Regions from separate parts of the Anser cygnoides genome. Here region 1 is linked to region 2. A link is a contact called in public Hi-C data. All regions are on one chromosome and are shown on one strand. The core of a region is the stretch at or near the end of the contact, and the rest is flanking DNA. Distances in the headings are between cores, read along the strand shown.

Region 1 (3,892 bases), core at 1,057-3,556, 370 kb before region 2:
AGCAATTCTCTTGCCTTGTTCCCTTCTTCTCCCAGCTTTCTTATTTTAGAAGCTTTCCCTTCTTTCTGTAGTCTTAAGCTTTATCCTTCAGAAATGAAAGCTCTGAAGTTCGATATGGTGCAATTTCAACAGTAGGTGGCAATGGGTAGCAAAGCTAAAGCGGTTGACCTCCTCCTCCTGTTGCATTGATGTTGTGTTGATTTCTGACAAACTGTTTCTCAACTTACCGTCTTAGAAACAGTGTTAGAACCAGGTTCACCACCTTTATCCTGAAGAATTCAAGAGGTTATAGCAATATAAACCACTGACAGGCACAGCATTTAAAAATAATAATAATAAAAAAGTTTACAAGATATTGCAAATGATTACAAGATATTACAAAGAGATGTCGTCTGATGTCTGCTGTTTGATAATTCTCATGGTTGTGTCAGGGACTGTAAAAGAAGACTGGTCTGGAGACAGTTTTAGGCACACTGAAGAAGAAAAGAGTGTGAGAAGTTACTGTTAAAATTGTTTAGATACTGCTCTGAGAAAATTAACTGAAGTTTTGGAGTAGCGTGGTGAAGGCATGAAATACAGCAGTGTCTCCCAGCCTCCCGCCTTGATCCATCGTATGAAAAGACTAAGGGCAAGAAATGCTGATGATATTTATTTCTACTTACCATCACTACAACTATTGTCTGTAACACCTTTCTGCTTTTGCAAGTTTCTGTAGTTCAGACCAAGCAGATCACTCACAGAGAGAAAAAGAACGATTCTGGTACATCTTTCCTTTTCCTCGTCTTTCTTTTCCTTTTCCTCGTCTTTCTTTTCCTTTTCCCCATCTTTCCTTTTCCTCATCTTTCTTTTCCTTTTCCTTTTCCTCATCTTTCTTTTCCTTTTCCTCGTCTTTCCTTTTCCTCGTCTTTCCTTTTCCTCGTCTTTCCTTTTCCTCGTCTTTCCTTTTCCTTTTCCTTTTCCTCGTCTTTCCTTTTCCTTTTCCTTTTCCTCGTCTTTCCTTTTCCTCGTCTTTCCTTTTCCTCGTCTTTCCTTTTCCTTTTCCTCGTCTCTTTTCCTTTTCCTCGTCTTTCCTTTTCCTTTTCCTCGTCTTTATTTTCCTGTTCCTTTTCCTCGTCTTTCCTTTTCCTTTTCCTCATCTTTCCTTTTCCTTGTCTTCCTTTTCCGTTCCTCGTCTTTCCTTTTCCTCGTCTTTCCTTTTCCTTTTCCTCGTCTTTCTTTTCCTTTTCCTCGTCTTTCTTTTCCTTTTCCTCATCTTTCCTTTTCCTTGTCTTCCTTTTCCTTTCCTCGTCTTTCCTTTTCCTTTTCCTCATCTTTCCTTTTCCTTGTCTTTTTCCTTTTCCTTTCCTTGTCTTCCTTTTCCTTGCCTTCCTTTTCCTTTCCTCGTCTTTCCTTTTCCTTTCTTTTTCCTTTTCCTTTTCCTTTCTTTTTCCTTTTCCTTTTCCTTTTCCTTTCCTTGTCTTTTTCCTTTTCCTTTCCTTGTCTTTTTCCTTTTCCTTTTCATTTCCTTGTCTTTTTCCTTTTCCTTTCCTTGTCTTTCTTTTTCCTTTTCTTTTTCCTTCTTTTCCTTTTCCTTTCCTTTTCCTTTTCTTTTCTTTGTCTTTCCTTTTCCTTTCGTCCTCTCCTCCCCTCCCCTCCCCTCCCCTCCCCTCCCCTCCCCTCCCCTCCCCTCCCCTCCCCTCCCCTCTCCCTCTCCGTTTCCGTGACCCTATTTCACCTGCAAACCCGCTGAGCGTTGCGGGAGGGAAGCTGCTCTCCGAAGCGCGCTGCCAGATGGCACCGCGAGCCCCCCTCGCAGCCCGCGCCTCACAGGACCCGGACCTACACCGGGAGCACCGCGCGCACCCCTCGGGGCTCCATTCCCTCGGCGGGCGTGGGGCTGGTGTCACCCGGCGCCCAATGGGCGGTGCGGGAGGTGATGTCATGGCCCTGGCGGCGCCGCCTCATTGGCCGGCCCTGGCAGCGGGGCCGGGCGGGGAGAGAGGGGGACGGGGCCCAGCGGGCGGCCCCAACCCCGGCCCCAACCCCGACGCCGCGGGGCCCCGCCGCCCTCCGGCCGGGCGCGGGGCGCCTTGTTTTAACCGCTTTAGAAAATAAACGTTTATACAAATTCGGCCTGGGTTTTGTTCTCCCCTCACCCGGGAACTTCTGGTCCTCCTCCACCCCGTCTCGTTACGGGGAAGGTTGAACACCAGTAGGAGGAGCAGCCGGAGCCGGTTCCCCTGCCGGGCCCCGCGACGGCTGCCGGCGCTGCCCGCCGTTCCTCCGAGCCCTCCGCACGGCGCCCCCGGGGAGCCGAACTTCTACCCCCCGAGCCGATCTAACATTCACGGGCTCGCCCCGGGCAGCCCGAACGAACGCGGCTTTCCCGGACTTTCGGCCCCTCCCGGAGGCGGGAGGGAGGGAAGGAGGGAGGCGAGGCGGGGGGGCGCTGCACGGCGCGGCGGCTCCTCCTCGCCGGCTCGGGGTTCGCTTCGGAGCGGAGCCGGGGGCGGAACAAAGCGGAGGAGCGGGCGGGCGGCGCAGCGAAGCCGGGCAGGGCGGCCCCGCAACAGGTTCCCCCCGCGCGTCCCGGCGGCGGCGGCAGCGCAGGCCCTACGCTTCCCAGCTCGGCGGTCTCCCGCTCCGGGCGGCGGGGCCGGCACCGGCCGCCCCCATGCGGTTCGGCTCCAAGATGATGCCGGTGAGTGCCGGGAGGGCGCGGGGGACGGCGCCGCTCCGGGGGAAAGTTGGAGCGGGGGAGAAAATGGATCCCGCGGGGCTCCGGGAGACCCTGCCTCCCCTCCCCTCCCCTCTTCGGCCCCGGGCAGGGACTTCCCCTCCCCCTTCTGCTTTTCTTCCTTTGTGTTTTCGGTGTCTTTTTTTCTTCCTTCTCTCCAGATTTTCTTGCTCTTTCGCGCTGGGCCCGACTCGTTAGACGGGCTTTTTGGAGCGGAGCCAGCGCCGGGGGGCAACCGGGGGAGGGAGCGGGCCCCGCACCGCGCGCAAACTTTTCCCCCCCCCTCGCCCCTCCTGTCCCGCCGGGGCTGCTGGCCGCGTCGTGAGCGGGCGCCTCTGCACGCTGCTTTATTGTTCGCTTTATTAAAAAAAAAAAAAAAAAAACAAGTAATAAATCTTGTGATAAAAGTTGTTAAAAGTTGGCTCGGAAAGTGCCGCGTCTGCCGGCGGGGGGTGGCTTTGTCTCCCAGCTCCCGGCGGAAGATGGTGTCCATGTTGGCGGCGGCGTGAGGCGGCGCTCCCGGGGCCGGGCCGCGGTGCCGGGGGGGCTGTGCGGGCACCCCGTGAGGGACGGGGAGCACCGCGTCCCTGGGGGAGCTGCGGGGTGGGCTTTGAAAGCACGCCGCTCCAGCCAGCTGTCGTTGGACGGAAGCTCGGCACGACGGCTTCGTGCGATCCTCGGCGCAAAATGCGTAAAGGCGACGGCACAGGGTACTTAGCGTTTCAGGTGCCTGTCTCCGAGTGCGTCCGTGTTGTTCTGAGAGGTTAAAAAAAACGCACAGAAACCGTCAGCGAGCTCAACACCCGCTTAGTCCGAGTTGAGGGTGCTTCAAAATGTTCCCCCCCCCCGGCGGCACGGCCTGCCTTACAGCTGCCGGCAGCTAGTAGCTCTGCAGGCAGAGCTAGCCCATGAAGAGCACCCCTTTATTAAAGGGTATTTCCATTTTAACTCTCCCAGGAGCTGGCTGAAGCCGGCGAAGGATGATCTGTCTGTACCAGGAGGTGAAGAATCCGTGCTGTAAGGGCAAGGGTGTTGCAGGGATGCTGTGACCTCCTTGTTTTACTATCGGCGTGAGGTTCTTCCTGCGCAATTAGGAGGAAATAATGAGTGATAATTTAATCGCATGGAACACCGAAGACTGGGCTGGGTGACTTTATTGCTGTAACTGATGAGGGA
Region 2 (4,235 bases), core at 1,610-4,109:
TTCTTTGATGCCTAGAACATTTCTCAAAAAACTCTTGATTTGTCAAATTTGGTGTTTCAAAAGTTACTTGATAGATAAATGCACACCTTTGACTACTGCAATACTCAAAAATCAAGATTCGGATGGAAATTTCACTTGCTGTTCTACCAACAAGAAGACATGCAACAGCAGCATCAGTGTATTAAACCTTATTAAAAAGAGATCCCTGTAGAAAGGTAAGTTACTGTAACAGAGCTTTCATTTTTACAGTAAAGCTAAAAAGTATTTTGTTTACAACAAGACATCAATCCGTCAATAGCTATTTTTATTAAAAACCTCTGCATCAAGCAAGCAGGAGTTGAAAGTTTTGGCTATTTTAGCATTATGGTCTCACTGAGCATATGATTTAGAGGCTACAGTCCACTCTCTCACACCAAGCAGTAAAAGCAACCTGCTTTTTTAGGACATAAGAAAAATCACTTTTTTCCTCCTTAAATCAGAAAGAGCATTTTCACACCTTCCAGGAGTGTTTAATTTTTGTTGCACTTCACACCAAGGCACAGCTGACTTTGTAAAAGCTGCTCACAGGAAGCCACACTAAACTCAGAAATACCATATGGTCACTGAACAAGAAAATAGCCATGGTTACAAAACCAAATTAATTCCATTGATCACTTTGAAGAGAGATAGCAGCATGCTTGCTAATTATCTGAGGTGCTTATTATGTATTTCAAAGTTTGAAAGTAATTCTATACTTCTACCAAAGCTAATAAATCAGTCATCTCTGTTAAAGGCTTAGAGGAAAAGTAAAGCTTACTGCTCAAATCTATGGTTAACATATGAGAAACATTACTATGAAAGCCATTCAAAAAGTCTCCTCATGGGAAAGGGTAACATTATGAGAACTAAGTGTTTTCACATGTTCTTTTTACCTTTGTTCTTTTATAGTCTTATTTTTCACCTCTTCTATGAGAAGATTTTTTTGGAGGCTACTAAGCTGAATTCCATCTCTTTCTTCTCAGGGCCCTTTGGGACTGCTCTCCCCCTATCAACATCTTTTGTTCCTGCTACAGTAATGCTCTGATCAGTCAAAAACAGCTTCACGTGGCTTTCTCCAACAGAATCAGGACTTGGTAACAGTAGCAGATTCAGAAAGAAGAGGTAAGGGAAAAAGAAAAGCCAGTTAAAGAAAAAAAACTACTTTCTCAGCAATGCTTTAAAATTAAGAACAAGCAAGCTTCCTCCTGAAGTCATGTCTCATCAACTAATTAGCCAGAAAAGGCAAAGCCACTGGTGTACACGCAGGAAAGCCCAAACCAGCACGACTCTCCTCCAGGCTCAGAGCAGGTGAACAACCACTGGTGGTTTATCAAATTATAACGCAGAAACAGCCTTAAATCTGCTCTAGTGATTTTCAAAAGCAGATTAAAAAAAAGAAAAACCCAACGGCCGCATTTTACTTCCTACATACAGACAATGGCCCCAAAATGGAAAAAAGCTTCCTGATTTATGCTATAGAGTCTCAGATCCTAATGTGGTCTTCCATATTTTGCACCACTACAGTATCAGGCCCTCATTTCAACATCCACCTGCTTTTAACTGATGCGACACGTTTAAGCTTTCAGCCTCAAAATAACAGTATTCTCAAATTAGGCTATTATATTACTACAGGATATTGCTCACTTCACTGTAAAGCAGGATATCTTCCTGTACAATTCAGGTTTGCCTTTTACTTAATGATTTCTAAAATACCTAATACAACAGCCATGGCATACATTTTTGTCCCTAAACAGAATGCTTGGGGCAAAGGCTGCTGTGTTGGGTAAGCTTCCAGTTTAATGTTAAGTAAAGCATTAAGTTGTTTTTTTTTTTTTGGTGGTGGTGGTTAAACTTATTAATTTGTATCTCAGTTCATGTGTACCTTCAGCAATCAGCACTGCATCTTCTAAATACTAGCTGCAGCTGCTAGGAGCTGCTGGAAAACTAAAGTAACACAAGTTATATTTATTATATATTTTCCTTTGAGTAAACGTTTATAAACATTATTTGTTACAGACAACAATTTAGTTACCACAAACTTAAGTAGTCACAGCAAAAGCCTATAAATGCTAATATTTAAAGTATCTATATTTTTCTAATAAACATTTCCCCACTGCAAATGACAAGTTATCCCCCTTGTTTGTTTCACACTTGATCTCTTCCACAACTGCAGGCTGGCTGCTTCTGGCTCCTGTCCCTTTGGCCAGTTAGGAATTCTCTCTCAAAAAGATCCTGCGTCCTCACCTGTCCCAACTTTTTCCTTGCCCCCTTCTTCTCTTGCAGTTCTACCAGTCCACACGTTTAAATCTGAGCACGTTTAATAACAAGCCCATTGATAATTTGGATGCACTAGGATCCTAAATGCCTCGTTACTGTTTTACAGGTTTGTAACAGGAGCTCTTTTGTTCATTTGTCAAAGCCGGCAGTTCTACAGCTGTTCAACAGGCTACTGGGAATTCTGATCAGACAGCCTTTGTTCACTTAAAACACGCACGCCCTACAGACGCACGCCTCAAGTAACTGCAGCTAACTCTTCCTCCCGCTCCTGAAGAGAATCGGCTTTACCGGCTGCCCGAGGACAGACCGAGGGCGGCGGGAGCCGCCGGCGCCCCCGCAGCCAGCTGCGCTGACGCGGCCGTTACCGGCACCGCCCCGGCGGGCTCCCCTCCCTCCGCGCTGAGGGGAGAGGGCGGCGGCGCCTACCTGTGGGCTGCCCGCGGCGGGGTCCCCGAGGCAGCCGCGGCCGCCCCGCCTGAGCCCGGTGTCGCGGCAGGAAGGGAGGGGGATCCGCGGCGTCTCCGCCGTGGCGCAGTTACCATGGGACGGACGGAAGTCACCGCCAGCGGGGCGGGCGCGGGGCGGGGAGCCATGTTGAGCGCGGCGGCTGCCGGTCGCCATCTTGAGTGCGGCGCGGGGCGCGCTGAGGGGGGGGAGCTGACGCCCTCGACAGTTTGGGGTTCGCGGCGACCCAAGGAAAAAACAAAAAATAATAAAAAAAAAATAGGCCGCGAGTCTATCAGTTCATGGGCTGCCCTCAAGTACTTACCCAATACCTATAAAAATGAAGGAACATGGTTCTGAAGCAAAAGCCTGACGTGAGTTTTTCTGTCGGAGCGGCAAGCGTAAAGCACCAAATAGGAACAGCATGCCACAAGGTGCGCGTAAATAGTTGTTTTCTAATATTCTCCCAAGAAAGGGTATCTCAGTGTGCTATAACATTCACAGTTTTAAGCAGAGATCTAAACAGATGGAAAGTCATACCAGGGGTTAAAAGAATGCTTTTTCAGTAAGAAAATTACCACGAGGAAAAGAATGTAATTTTACCATCTGAAGACATGGGATTTTCCTGAGGAATTTCAAGTAAAGAAATGAGACCAAGTCTCTCAGACTGGGGTTGGTCTCAGAGGGACCTTCACACCATGGTGAGACAGGGAACATGTCAGAGATGTTGGGAAGAGCAGGAATAAAAAAGCCGTGATGAGGGCCCTTGGTTAGCTTGGGCAACCCTTGGTCATGGATCCAGCAGCCAAATCCCCAACAATCCCAGGGCTGTTTCCTTCCAGATATAACTCATCTTCACAAATCCCTTCTCTGCCCACCACAACGGGGCCTGAAGAGTCACACTGTATGTACTCTTTCAAAAGCAACAACAACAACAAACAAACAAACAAACAACAAAAACACACACACAAACACCACCTAGTAGTGTATATGAAATTACACATAGCAAGGAGCATCTGGATAAACAAATCAAGTGCTGAAATCCCAGGAAAAGCTTGCCACAGTCATAATTGTGCTGCCTTGCACATGTGTGTTAGTTTTTAATTGCATGATCATGCCCCGTTTCGTCCAAAAGCATCTTTGCCTCATTTAGCACACAGAATGGGCCAAAATACAGTTCCATTGTTACTCGCAGACATGGTATTGCCTAACCTTTGAGGGCTTACTATTGCAGTTGATGTAAAACTACATATTCATGATTTTTAAGACCAGAACAAAATACTAGAAAATCTGCAGTGATCCCTTGCACACGACAGGCTGCTAGGTTTTAATCCCTTTGTGAGAATAATTGGTTCTTTAAAGGTCACTCTGAAGCATGTGAAACACCCAGGGTTTGGGAGTCAGGGTTGGCAGCCTGAGTCAGAGACACTGATTCCCTCCCTCTCCCTCTTCACTCAACATGGTTTTTATTAAAGGCTCATTATAATTCTGCATTC

What was found. A called contact is a pair of places that touch in the nucleus more often than the background predicts.
Region 1: a contact with region 2 is called in a Hi-C map of liver, with 2.3 times the contacts expected there. The contact joins the promoter of TP53BP2 here to the promoter of DISP1 in region 2. A contact is called at or near these places in 2 of 7 Hi-C or Micro-C datasets (both in liver).

What each region holds. Positions count from the first base shown.
Region 1 is chr3:24,309,914-24,313,805 of Taihu_goose_T2T_genome, reverse strand. TP53BP2 (tumor protein p53 binding protein 2) reads left to right here and starts at 2,306. Exons shown (of 18, transcript XM_048057482.2): 1 at 2,306-2,680. The coding sequence starts at 2,654. LOC136790354 (a long non-coding RNA gene) reads right to left here and starts at 2,306. Exons shown (of 2, transcript XR_010830121.1): 1 at 1,715-2,306; 2 at 1-473.
Region 2 is chr3:23,941,050-23,945,284 of Taihu_goose_T2T_genome, reverse strand. DISP1 (dispatched RND transporter family member 1) reads right to left here and starts at 2,859. Exons shown (of 9, transcript XM_066993688.1): 1 at 2,722-2,859.